Regions from separate parts of the Gasterosteus aculeatus genome. Here region 1 is linked to region 2. The links are chromatin contacts, called in public Hi-C maps. All regions are on one chromosome and are shown on one strand. The core of a region is the stretch at or near the end of the contact, and the rest is flanking DNA. Distances in the headings are between cores, read along the strand shown.

What was found. Hi-C and Micro-C count contacts between places; a contact is called where the count stands out from the background.
Region 1: a contact with region 2 is called in a Hi-C map of skeletal muscle, with 2.0 times the contacts expected there. The contact joins the promoter of th2 here to the promoter of LOC120816946 in region 2. A contact is called at or near these places in 2 of 6 Hi-C or Micro-C datasets (both in skeletal muscle).

Annotation. Positions count from the first base shown.
Region 1 is chr4:33,850,422-33,856,443 of fGasAcu3.hap1.1, forward strand. th2 (tyrosine hydroxylase 2) reads right to left here and starts at 1,279. Exons shown (of 12, transcript XM_040175198.2): 1 at 942-1,279; 2 at 400-574; 3 at 194-282; 4 at 31-98. The coding sequence starts at 1,274. pah (phenylalanine hydroxylase) reads right to left here. Exons shown (of 13, transcript XM_040175200.2): 4 at 5,378-5,466; 5 at 4,819-4,886; 6 at 4,403-4,599; 7 at 4,116-4,251; 8 at 3,953-4,022; 9 at 3,626-3,682; 10 at 3,381-3,476; 11 at 3,178-3,311; 12 at 2,963-3,078; 13 at 2,259-2,610. The coding sequence ends at 2,567.
Region 2 is chr4:33,708,806-33,714,221 of fGasAcu3.hap1.1, forward strand. It overlaps LOC120816946 (troponin T, cardiac muscle isoforms), which reads right to left and starts at 3,661. Exons shown (of 1, transcript XM_078100502.1): 1 at 1,087-3,661. The coding sequence starts at 2,107. The coding sequence ends at 1,322. It overlaps LOC120816945 (transcription termination factor 2, mitochondrial), which reads left to right and starts at 4,262. Exons shown (of 2, transcript XM_040172638.2): 1 at 4,262-4,337; 2 at 4,703-5,416. The coding sequence starts at 4,710.

The sequences.
Region 1 (6,022 bases), core at 29-2,528, 140 kb after region 2:
CTCATGGAGACGGAGGAGCGCCCGACTCACTGTTTGTGCGTGAAGGCGAGCTCCGAGATGAAGGCCCGTCGTTTTCTGTACTCCGGATCGCTGTGTCCCTGAGGGACAAACCAATAAGACACGACATTAGTACAAATCGGCCTACATGTCATTAAAAACTGAGATCCTGTAGCAGATGAACGGAGAGTCTCACTGGATGATCCTGGTCCATGTCTGGATCAAATTTGGTTATTAACATGTTGCACCTGTCGAGGTCTTTTATCTGTCGGGGGAACCATGGAACTGTGACGAGAGGCAAAAGATGTAATTAATGCTTTTGTCATATGAAAGGACCAGTAATTGGTTTTAAGTGTTCAATGAAACACGACAACAAAAAAGCGCAGTGATGAAACCGTGCACCCTTTTCCTCCGGGACGGAGCGCACGTCGTCGACCACCCTCTTCAGTGAGTTGACGAAGACGTCCAGGTCGGAGCTGTGCACCTCGCACTTCATGAAGAACTCCAGGTCAGTGGCGCCGTTCTTCGACTTCCTCCCCGGGCGGCTTTCGACGTGGAGAAGTTTGGCCTCGAACGTCTGTGGAGGACCAAGGTTATTCTTTCCGTGCAAGAAGAAGCTCCTCACTGGCTTTGTAGTCGCGTTTTTGTCTTTGTTATGAGGAAATGTGAGGGGCTACAACCTCAACGCACCTTTAACTTCAGGTGATGCTACATTACATTAAAACACGTTTACACCAGTAATGTTACTGTTGCAGTCAGGAATTAGAGATAATAAGCAGTGCGCATTAGTGTAATTAACTAAGCATTTACTCAATTAGGCCTTTTTGTATTTTAAATCGCAGCGTTCTATTTCACATAAACACATGACATCATTGTAGGATTTTTGCCTTTTTAATAAAAATCGATTAAAAAGGTGTTTTTTGGACGCAGTAAAATAATCGTACCTCGAAAATCTTCCCGGTCTTGAAGAAGCCCGCGTGTTTCTCCCCGCTGAGGGCGAAGAGCACGTTGATCGTGACCCGGCCGTCCTTCTCCTCGAACACGAGGCCGTCGGCGTGCCGGGAGGGCCCCGGGGGGCCCGCGGAGCCGCTGCCGCGCTCCCGGCGAGCGTCCTCGATCAGGCTCTGCTTCCTCCCGGCGAACGGTGGCGCCTGCGCGCCGCCCTCCGTCTTCATGGCTCCGCCGCCGCAGACTCCTCGGGTTCGGGACCGCAGCCAAATTGGATGCGCGCCACCGACACCTGCGCGCTTAAGTAGAACCGTCATCAGAGGCTCCATGGAGATGAGTCGGGCTCTTCAGGGCCTGATTTACGTCATGATTATGTCTCTTCTGGGGGCCCAAAAAAAAAAGGGGGAGGTGACAACAGACCACAAAATGAGTCATAGAAGAGAGAGAGGTTGTTGTTGTTAGGTTATTTATTTATTATTATTATTTATTTAAGTGCATCAAGCGCAGTTCTTCTGGATTTGTGGAGATTAAGCGGTTTTTGTTGAACACGGGGACTTTCTATTAATTAAAAAAGGAATAACTCAAACTATTTAACAGATATATTTACACTAAAAATATGTAATGTTATGGTATTTTTGTGAGTCCATTTCTCTCACTTTAAAAATAATTATATCAATTCATGACATATATCATTTTATTCTATAAAACCTAGTTTCAATACATTTTGAATATTTTCCAATTTTATGTTTTTACCCGGCAATTGTCAAGAAGCACAACGTTTAAGCGAATTAACAAAAAACGATTGAGAAAAGCATTTAAGGGTTAATATAGTAAAATAAAATAATCTGCCATGCATATGCTTAAATAAATAAGCCATTTTATTTTTAAATACCCCAACATGTAAACTGTTTAGTTGATTCAAAAACCTTTGTTTTGCATCTTCTCAAACAAATCTTCACAAGCGTTGACCAAATAGTAGGACATATATATCAACCTTTTTTTTTATAACAACTGTTAGGACTTTTATATTTTTTACAAACTGCTGTTTTTTTTCTTTTTCTCTTTTAGACGTTTTATATAGCTCCCTTCTTAGACGCCTTATTTGTCATTGACTCATACGGATGACCATACAATATAACACATTTTAATAATATAAGACCCTAAATCTTACTCATTCATTACTTAATAACAGTTCTAATAACCCATTAATAGGTTAATTGGTTGTTCGATGTCCCACACATGATTCTGCAAGGATAATATTATTAAAATACAAAAAGGAGCTACGAGTAAAGGAAGACACACATGACAAAGAAAGAAGAGAAATGTTTATTGTTTCATCAAAACATTCCATACATACAAAACATAATGTTTTGTGGCCAAAAAAAATATCTGCATGCTGAAGAAAATCGTCACTTCTGCGGTTTTTACATAATATTACACATAAATTTTAATGTTTACACACTGGGTTTAGTGATTATTATTATCTTTATTAATACGGATATGATTGTCACTGTAATAATGCCATTATATATTTGTTTAACTACAAAGAAAGAAAAGACGTCTGAAACCTTATTGAACACAGAGATTCTCAGAGCGCTTTCGGTTCAGAGAACATTCACACTTAATCCAGTTTCTTCAGGGCTTCGCACAGTTTGTCCATCTCGCCTGAAAGAAGAAAAAAAACAATCAATATTTAGACAAAAAAAATGAACAACCTAAGGCTGTTTTTAGAATTTCTAGAATTAATACAGTGTCTTAAAGTTCCTCACTAGCAAACTGGGTTTCCTGCTAATGTCCTTTTCATATTGCTCTTAATGTATTTGTCCGTTTTACAATATTGATCCTAACGATCTAGTAGATTTTTTCATGAAGATATTCATGGGGGACCTTCTTTTCAATCGCCAGTGATAGAAAGTAAAGCGCTTGTGACCTGTGACCTTGTGAGTCTGCCGCACGGCACCGTTCTTTGTGGGCTGGTCAGTAAATCAGTGTGACATCGATGATGATTGTTACGCACTGTGGATGCTGTCGGCCAGGTTCCTCAGCTGCTGACTGTTGTCCAGCACCTCGATGCTCTGGGTGTAGGCGTTGTAGCGCACCGTGAAAGGCCTCGGGATGGTGGCCGCAAATTTCCTGTAAGGAGGAAGTGAACGTTTAAAACAAAAATATTCTACTTGATCCTTCTGTGTGTGTGTGTGTGTGTGTGTGTGTGTGTGTGTGAGATTCACTCGCCTCACTCTCTCTTTGGCGTCCTCGAAGCTCTCCGCCACAAAGTAAACGGGCTGGTACTCCGTGATGGGGTACTTCTGGAGGCTGGTCTTGGCGGGGTCAAAGGGCAGGATTGTGGGCTTGTCCGACAAGCAGTACTGAAAGAAAAAAACGAGCGTCAGTGTACGAGGACGTCTCCCCCCTCCCTCCCCTCTCTCCCCTCTTACCTGCAGCTCGCCAAACGATGAAAGCAAGCCGGCGCCGAAGGCTTTGACCTCGGAGCCCTGCTTGCACAGGCCGAACTCCACGGTGAACCAGTAGACCTGAGGACACGCGCGAGGTCAGCGCGTGTGACTGTTGTCGTCGCAAGTTCACACCAAAGCAGTTTAACAGCAGTTTAATTAACCTTAAAGTTGCACGAATAACCACCAAAAGTAACCAGAAGGAAGGTAAATCCGTACGCCGTACTCACAGTGGCGAGTTTCTCGATGAACTCATCGGGGGCGGCGAGGGAGGCCAGACCGATTTCCTACACGGAATAAAATCGACAAAGCAGAAAAATAAAAAAAAAGTTCACAAAGATCACAAACGTTTCATAGATTTGTGTGTTAAGATGCAACTTTATTGATCCTCTCTGGAGAAAGTACACGTTTCAGAGGTCAAACAACACAGAGGATATGATGCAGTCTAAGTTAGAAGCCCATGATTTGTTATACATTATCATCATGACACTAACTTTGCTATCAGCTCATTAATCGTGTGTGTTTCCCGTTTTTTCTCTGACGGGTCGCCTGGTTACCTGTGAGAATTGGGCGAAACTGGAGTCGGCAAACAGAGGAACGTGTCCCAGGAGCTCGTGGCAGACATCCCTGCATCAGAAACCAAAACCACTCCTTAAAATCAATCCAAACGTGTTTTTTTCCCCCTCTTTATTACGAGCAGAGTCTCGGGGGGGCACTCACGGCTCAGGTGTGTAGGTGGGCTTGGATCCGTGGCGGATGTACTGCGTGGAATGAAAGACGCGGAAGGCGAGCCCGGCCAGGAAGTCCCGGGACGAGAGCAGGCCGGCCACCGGGCGAAGCCGGAAGCCTGTGCACGCTGCAGGGAGGAGAGAGAGAGGAGGGGGGAGAGGGGGGGCAGGTGAGTGTCTGACCGGGTTAGATAACAGCCAGTAAGAGGGGCAGGAAGTAGGGCCTGTAAACCGGTCCTGCCCCCCCCCTCTAAGTCCATGGAGCAACGGGCCGCTCACACTGCAGGAAGCGGGACACGTCCTCCAGCTGCGGGATGTTGTCCTGCCTGTAGCCGCAGTACTGCTCCAGCAGGGGGAAGACGCGGTTGTGCTCGCGGCAGGCGTGGGTCGGGTACAGGGTCTTCAGCTCCTTGAACACCGTCCCCCACGTGGCCTTCTCCTCCGCCGTGTACTCCACCCGAGGGATCGCCTGGCCGCTGGGTGAAAAGAAAAAAGGACACCGGGAGACTTCAGGTGCGGTTTCAAAGGCGTGAGAGCAGCGCCTCTGCTGTTATTTATCTACATACGCCCCCGTGGGTTTATGCTCGGGTTTTGCCGTGCCGGTGAAAAGAACTTCTCAATTGTGCACATAAAGAAACAAGGGCCCCTAAAAGCATAAAATCAGGAGCGACCTCTCAAACTAAAGGAGTAGTTACTGTCTGTAGTTGTAGGCGATGTCGGCAAACTCCTTCCTGCGGACTCTGTACACTGCATCTGTGAAGCCCTGCACACACACACACACACACACACACAAAGGAAGGCCACGTTAGATCTCATGGCCACTCACAGCTAAATCAAAGAGTGGAAATCCTGTGCTGAGGCGAAGCCCTGCGGCCTCTGACAGCATCATGCACTCCGTCTCTAATAAGACTATGCAAATACGTGTGCAAATGAAGCCTTTGTAGAGGTTTTTCCGCTCACGATGAATGCACTTCGCTTTAATGGCGGTGGCAAAAGGGAGCAATTATCTATAATTATAGGGGCTCAATGAAAGCAATGACATCAATTTGTGTGTCCAGGTAGTTTTCCATTAGAATGGACGGCAGAGTGCGGCCTGTCATCTCGGCAGCCCCTTCTTTCATGAGACACGTGGGCGGGAGTGGACACGTATTCACACCCGAGCATGCACACACACACACACACACACACACACGCGCGCACACATGCAGCGGCAGGATGTGGCTCGCACGCAGTGATGGATGAGTCGGTCCGTACCGGGTGATCAGAATCCAGCTCGGAGCCATAACTCAGGATCTGGTTGGCAAAGCGGTCCAAGTCCTGGATGTCGTTGGGGAACCACGGCACTGGGGAATAATTACAGCGACAGTTTATGTCTCATTCAACATGTAAATACGCCACAAACACAAAATATTGGATATTTTGTAGATTTCATTTTTCATGCCAAATAAGTCAAATGTGTCGTCACAATGACGTCTAGTCTCTTATTTTAGACTTTAAACCGTCTCTGGGTTTTAAGACGTCATCTTGGATCGCCGAATAACTGTTAGTGACATTAATTGTTGGTTGTAGCCTGAATATCGCGTGTTTCTCCGCATTAAATGAGTAACGAGGATTTCTTTTTGTCAGCGCCGTGGCATTTGGACACTCAGCAGAACAGCAATCAAGTGTCATCGGCTTGTTCATCTGGATTTATGACGCTCAAAGACACCGCGGCCCCATCATTAATCTGCATTTGTGCAGTGTGGTCCAGCCCGAGGGCCCCCGCGAGGAGACAATACGTCTCTGCCGGGCTCCTCGATAAACAGGCGCTCTCCAAAAACAGGCCTCAGATATCCCCCCCCCCCCCCCCCCCCCCGTCCACTTGACCCTGAGCGGCAGACCGCGGCGTCTCCCCCCCCC
Region 2 (5,416 bases), core at 2,411-4,910:
TCCCCTCGATTGATGCGCCGGTCTGTCGAGACAATGTCGAGTCTGCTGTCTTTCTCACGACAACATCATTACAGTGGGCGTGATGAGGCTGGAAGAAAGGGGGAGGGTTTTTTCCCCCCAGTCGCTATGGTAACCTGTTGATGTACCGCCGCGCCCGGAAGCCTTTTAATGGCTTTTCGCGGACATAACAGCAAACCAGCGGGAGGGCATCTGCAGTCCGAGGCTGAGGGACGATCAAAAACCACAGGGGACAGAAATGTCCGTCACAGGTGTCCCCGCAGTCCATTAACTCCCCGGGCGTAGAGACAGTCTGCTCCATTGAACGTGTATTCTGTAATCAAAAGGGTAATTGAGATGTTCCAAGACACTCCACAAAAGTTACAATATGGACTTTCTGAAAATAAGGTCTTTTCCAATTAGTTCAAAGGCAAATATCAAATGACAAAATGTACAGACACCTGGAATCTATTTTCATCAAATCAATATGTATTGCGTGCACACACATTCCGTTATGTGATTGAACATGGTTTTCCAGCGTGTGTGTTGGAGGAGTCGGCTACAATCTGGCGCTCTACTTCCACCCAGTGGAAATAACATTTTTGTGCGGCACACGTTGACCTTCGTTTGACCTCCAGCGGGACGGCATTCCAGGACTTAAAAGGCAAAGAATATATATATATACGCGTGAGGATTTCATCAAATCTTGTACCCACCTGTAGGCTGCCATCTTCTGCCCATCCAAAGTGAACAACAGCTTGAAGAGTCAAACTCACGCGTCGCCAAAAGGACCAGAGGGGGAGATGAGTTCCTTGCAGTGGAACTCTCTGAAGACCACGTCTCTCTCTGCAGACTATTCGGGTCGCGACCCCTCGCTCGGCAGCGGGGGGGGGGGGGGGGGGGGGGGGGGGCCTACACAGAGGGTCTAAATGAGTCTCCTGAGAGTCAGCTGGGCAACACCTGCTGGGCGTCAACAAGTGACATGCTGCCATTCAATTAGGTAACGACGGGGTCTCTCTGGCTTTTATTTAAAACGACTCCAGAGGTTCATTGTGTGTACGCGTGCACGAGTTAGAATGTAGCCAGGTGGACTTTCGGGCAGATTATATTTAATGAACACACACATGTAGTTTCAGGGGAAGGTGGAGGAAAATACTGTCTGTACAGGTGGAAATAGTGTTGTTTTGCAAAGAGAAACGCTGCATGGAGAATTTGCTATTAACACCACCACACATCACGTTTAATAAAGTCGACAACAACATTCATTTACGATCCCCCCCCCCCAATAAGACACAGTCCAGGAACAACTCGGCGATCCAGTCGCTCACTTCCAGGAGCCGGACTTGCCCTTTGCCCCGCGGGAGGTCTTGGGCCCTTTGGAGCCCCGCTGGTGGTCGCTGACGCGGTTCCGCAGCACGTGGATGTCGTACTTCTGCCTCTTGAGCTTCTCGGCCAGCTCGAACTTCTCCGCGTGCAGCTGCTGGAGCCACCGCCACAGGTCGCGCGCCTTGTCCGCCAGCTTCTCCTGGCTCAGGTGGTCGATGTTGAGCGGCCTCCGGCGCTCCGTCAGCGCCTTCTTCTTCTCCTCCCGCGCCGTCAGCTTCTTGCCCTTCCTCTGGTCCGCCTTCTGCAGGTAGCCGCCGAACGACTTGCTGGTGAAGGTCTTCTTCTTCTTCGCCTCCTCGTCGGCGCGCAGCTTGGCCGCCGCCTCCTCCTCGCGGCGCGCCCTCTCCCCGGCGAGGCGCGCCGCGCGCTCCCGCTCCCGCTCGGCGCGCACGCGTTGCTGCTCCGCGCGGTCGGAGCGGCGGCGCTCGATGCGGCCGCGCAGCGCCAGGAGCTCCTCCTCCTCCTTTTGCCGCGCGGAGAAGTGCGACTCTATCAGCGTCTGGAGGTCGTCGAAGTCCTTCTCCAGGCGCCTGCGGTGCAGGTCGTCGAAGTCCACCTTCTCGCCGTCCGGGAGCTTCGGAGGGGCGATGTTGGGCACGTAAGTCGTTTTAGGCCTCCGCTTGCAGTCCTCCTCGGGCTCTGCCGCCTCCGCCTCATCCTCCTCCCGCTCCTCTTCTTCGGCTTCTTCCTCCTCCAGCTCGTTGTACTCCTCGCTGTCTGACATGATGGAGGCCTTCTAGGCGGGAGGAGGCAGGGCGACCACTGAGACCAGCTGCGGGACGACTTGCTTCTCGGGGCCTGCTCGGGGGCTTTTAAGGGGTTCGCCTGGTTTTTCTTTTTTAACCACGTGACCTCCAGAGTCTCCAGAGTGGGGGGGGGGGGGGGGGGGGGTCAGCCGCGGGGCGGACTTTGAGACAGATGGAGAAGTCTATTTTCTCCTCAACAAACCTTCAGCTACGCTTGACCCCCCCTTCCCCGCCCTCCTCTATGACCCTGCGGCGCCTCCTCATTCCTTTGTAAGGACAAGATGAGACTATTTCAGATCCGCGCACACACACACACACACACACACACACACACACACACACACTTGTGCTCTCCAGTCCCACACAGCAACATCATCAGGGACAAATGACAGAGAACTTCTACAGGCCTTCTGAGGCCTCAGCGACGTGGAAGCAGCGGATAAATGGAGATCGATGTGCTTCACCCCTGTAGGTCGTATTTCACGCCCGGTTTGGGGGGAGGGGGGGGGGCCTGCTAATCCATCGTGAAGGTTTAAAGGCCACCGTGGTGTTTGGAGGAGTTCCATGCGGCCTCGGAGCCGGGGAGGACTTTAATGAGGGGAAGTTACAGCTGTCACATTCTCCAAAAACAGCCGCCACCTTGAAATAAAAAACTACAGCCTGGCATCTCTGGGGTTTGTCTTCATCCGTTTAATGTCGATTCACATCTGCGTAAAGTTATTGTTTCACCAATAACTGTTATTATTTTCCATCAGGGGATCGCCAGCAAGAACAAAGACAAAGACGAGTCTCCACGCTGGAATGTAATTAAAACATTCTTGCTATCGGAGGCTCTTCGCCTCTCAGCGCTGCCTGGATTAAAGCGTAATTGCTCCCACGATGCAACGCTGTGTCAACAATTAATGTTCCCGAGTCTTGAGTTGTGATGAAGTCGACAAACGCATGAGATAACTGACTGGGGGGGGGGTCTGGGTTGGAGGTTCAGGAGCTCCGTCGGGTCTGAGAATTCAAAGTAAACGGTGGCATCGGCCTCGTTAGAATGAACGCCGTTCTGGTGCACAGCGGAAGATGACACCTTCAGGAGGAGGGGGGTTCAGTTCCATTCTTCCGCTGTAGCTCTCGGCGAGGATAGGTTCATTGCGGCATATAAGGAAAGACACATTTGAAGGAGAACGTTCCCTGTCTCATCCGACAGAGTGGACCTCCGCTCCACATGCCAGCCCACCGCAGCAGGTGGTCCCGGCGCGATACGGGTTACTGGCAGTGAGGGACAACTGTGTCCATCAGCGCAGGAAGGCAACAAAGGCTATAAATAGCTGCGGTTTGAAGCCGTCCGCAGAGAGCAAGTAGAGTGAGTTGAGCAAACCAAACGGTTCGTGATGAAACAATGAAAAGAGCTGCTTTTTCTTTTGAGGGGTCGACGTCCTTAAGAGGAATTAGAAACGTTTAATGCAACGTTTGAAGACAGAAAAAAGGAATACAAAATGTGAAAAATCGGCAATAGAAATGATAAACAAACCACACAGGACTAAATGTTATTATGTGTGCGTCACTGCAGTGTATTCAACCTTTTATTAATCTTAAATAGCATGACTCATTTTTGCATACCAACGCTGCAGATGTCAGTTGTGTGTGACGTTCACGCGCTGATGGAGCCTCTCATGCAAGATGCCCGTCAGCACCAAACCAAGTGACATCCACACACCGACGTTATGAGCAATCAATCAGGGATCAAACAGCCAGACTTGTAGGCAACACCGAGGCAACAGGGACCTCATGTGGTCAGAAGCATGCAGTGTTTCCAGCAGTTTGCAGAAAATACTCAACTGAGGAATCTCAATATCTACGGATTGTTTTGCACCTGCTTCGATGGTAAACTGATGCAAAATGGCATCCACAACATGTAAAAAAAACATATATATATATAATATTGAGTTACATTAATATCGAGCCAGTGGATAATAATTGTTCAGAGTTGATCAGTTGATCGAGCTACGTTTTCTCTCTTTAAACAACCAGCGTGCAACGCAGTGAGCGATTTCATTCTGTCACGTTTTAGTTGCGCGTTTTGTAGTCCTTCTTTCGTTGTAGTTCCACCGTAACAGCGCCACGTCACTGACACGCGCCGTCGCGTCATGATGACGCGGCTCATTGCTCCGCCCTCTTTCTCTCCTGTTATGAGAGCGGAACGGCCGGAGTCGGAACCTGGTAAAATGACTTGTTTTATAATGAATATTTTCTTAAATAAACGGACTGTCTGTGTTTTTTTTTTTTTTTCAGACGCTGCGGTCACGTGTGGCTGGATGTTTGTTCCCCCCGAGTGAAGTAGTGCGCACTGATGTTATAAAATATAACTTATATATGTAGGACTCAATGTCCCCCTTATCTGTCCCATACCTGGATAACTAAGGACATCGGTGTTAATGCATTTACAAAGACTTAATATCATACGAGGGATCACAAGCGAGAACGTTTGGGAGTTTATAAACTCTGAGCTTAAGGTCTTGGCGGTTGATCACTTTAGGACAGTTGATGCCACCTTCTCAGCTCACTCGTACTTCTCCTCCATTCAGGTCCACCATGCTGCGAGTCACAACCTCCTCGCTGTGCGCCTGCAGCCGGAGGTTGAGGCTCCTCGGCCCGCCCTCTGCCTCCGCCTCCACGGCGGCCCCTCCCCCTAAAACGCCGGAGAACCAGCTCACCGTGCGGTCCCTCTACCAGCTGTCGGTGGACATCCGTAAGGTGCGCAAGTCCAAGGCCTGGGTTCTGTCCGAGGGATCCGCGTACGTCCGCGAAACCGCCGAGCTGCTGCGGGACATGGGCGCCGACGCGACGGCGATCGCGAGCATCCTGGAGACGCACCCCGAGGCGGTCCTGTGTCGCCCGGAGGAGGCGGCAGCCCAGCGCGACCTTTGGGTGTCCGTGTGCCCCAACAAGCGCGAGCTGATGAGCATGGTGGAGAAGTTCCCGGCCTCTTTCTTCACGCTGACCCACCACGGGCACCAGCGGGCAAACGTCCTCTTCCTCCAGAGTCTGGGCCTCGGCAACAGGATCATCGGCAAGCTGATGGCCAGCGCCCCGCAGAGCTTCAGCCGACCCGTGGGGCTCAACAAGGAGGTCGTGCACACCCTGAGAGAGACCTACCTGGAGCTGGGCGGGGACGAGGGCGACCTGCGCGTCTGGCTGCGGAAGCTCCTCGCGCAGAACCCGCACATCCTGCTGCGGCCGGCCGGCGCCTGGAGGGACAGCCTGGGCTTCCTGAGGGAGCGGGGCTTCACCACGGAGGA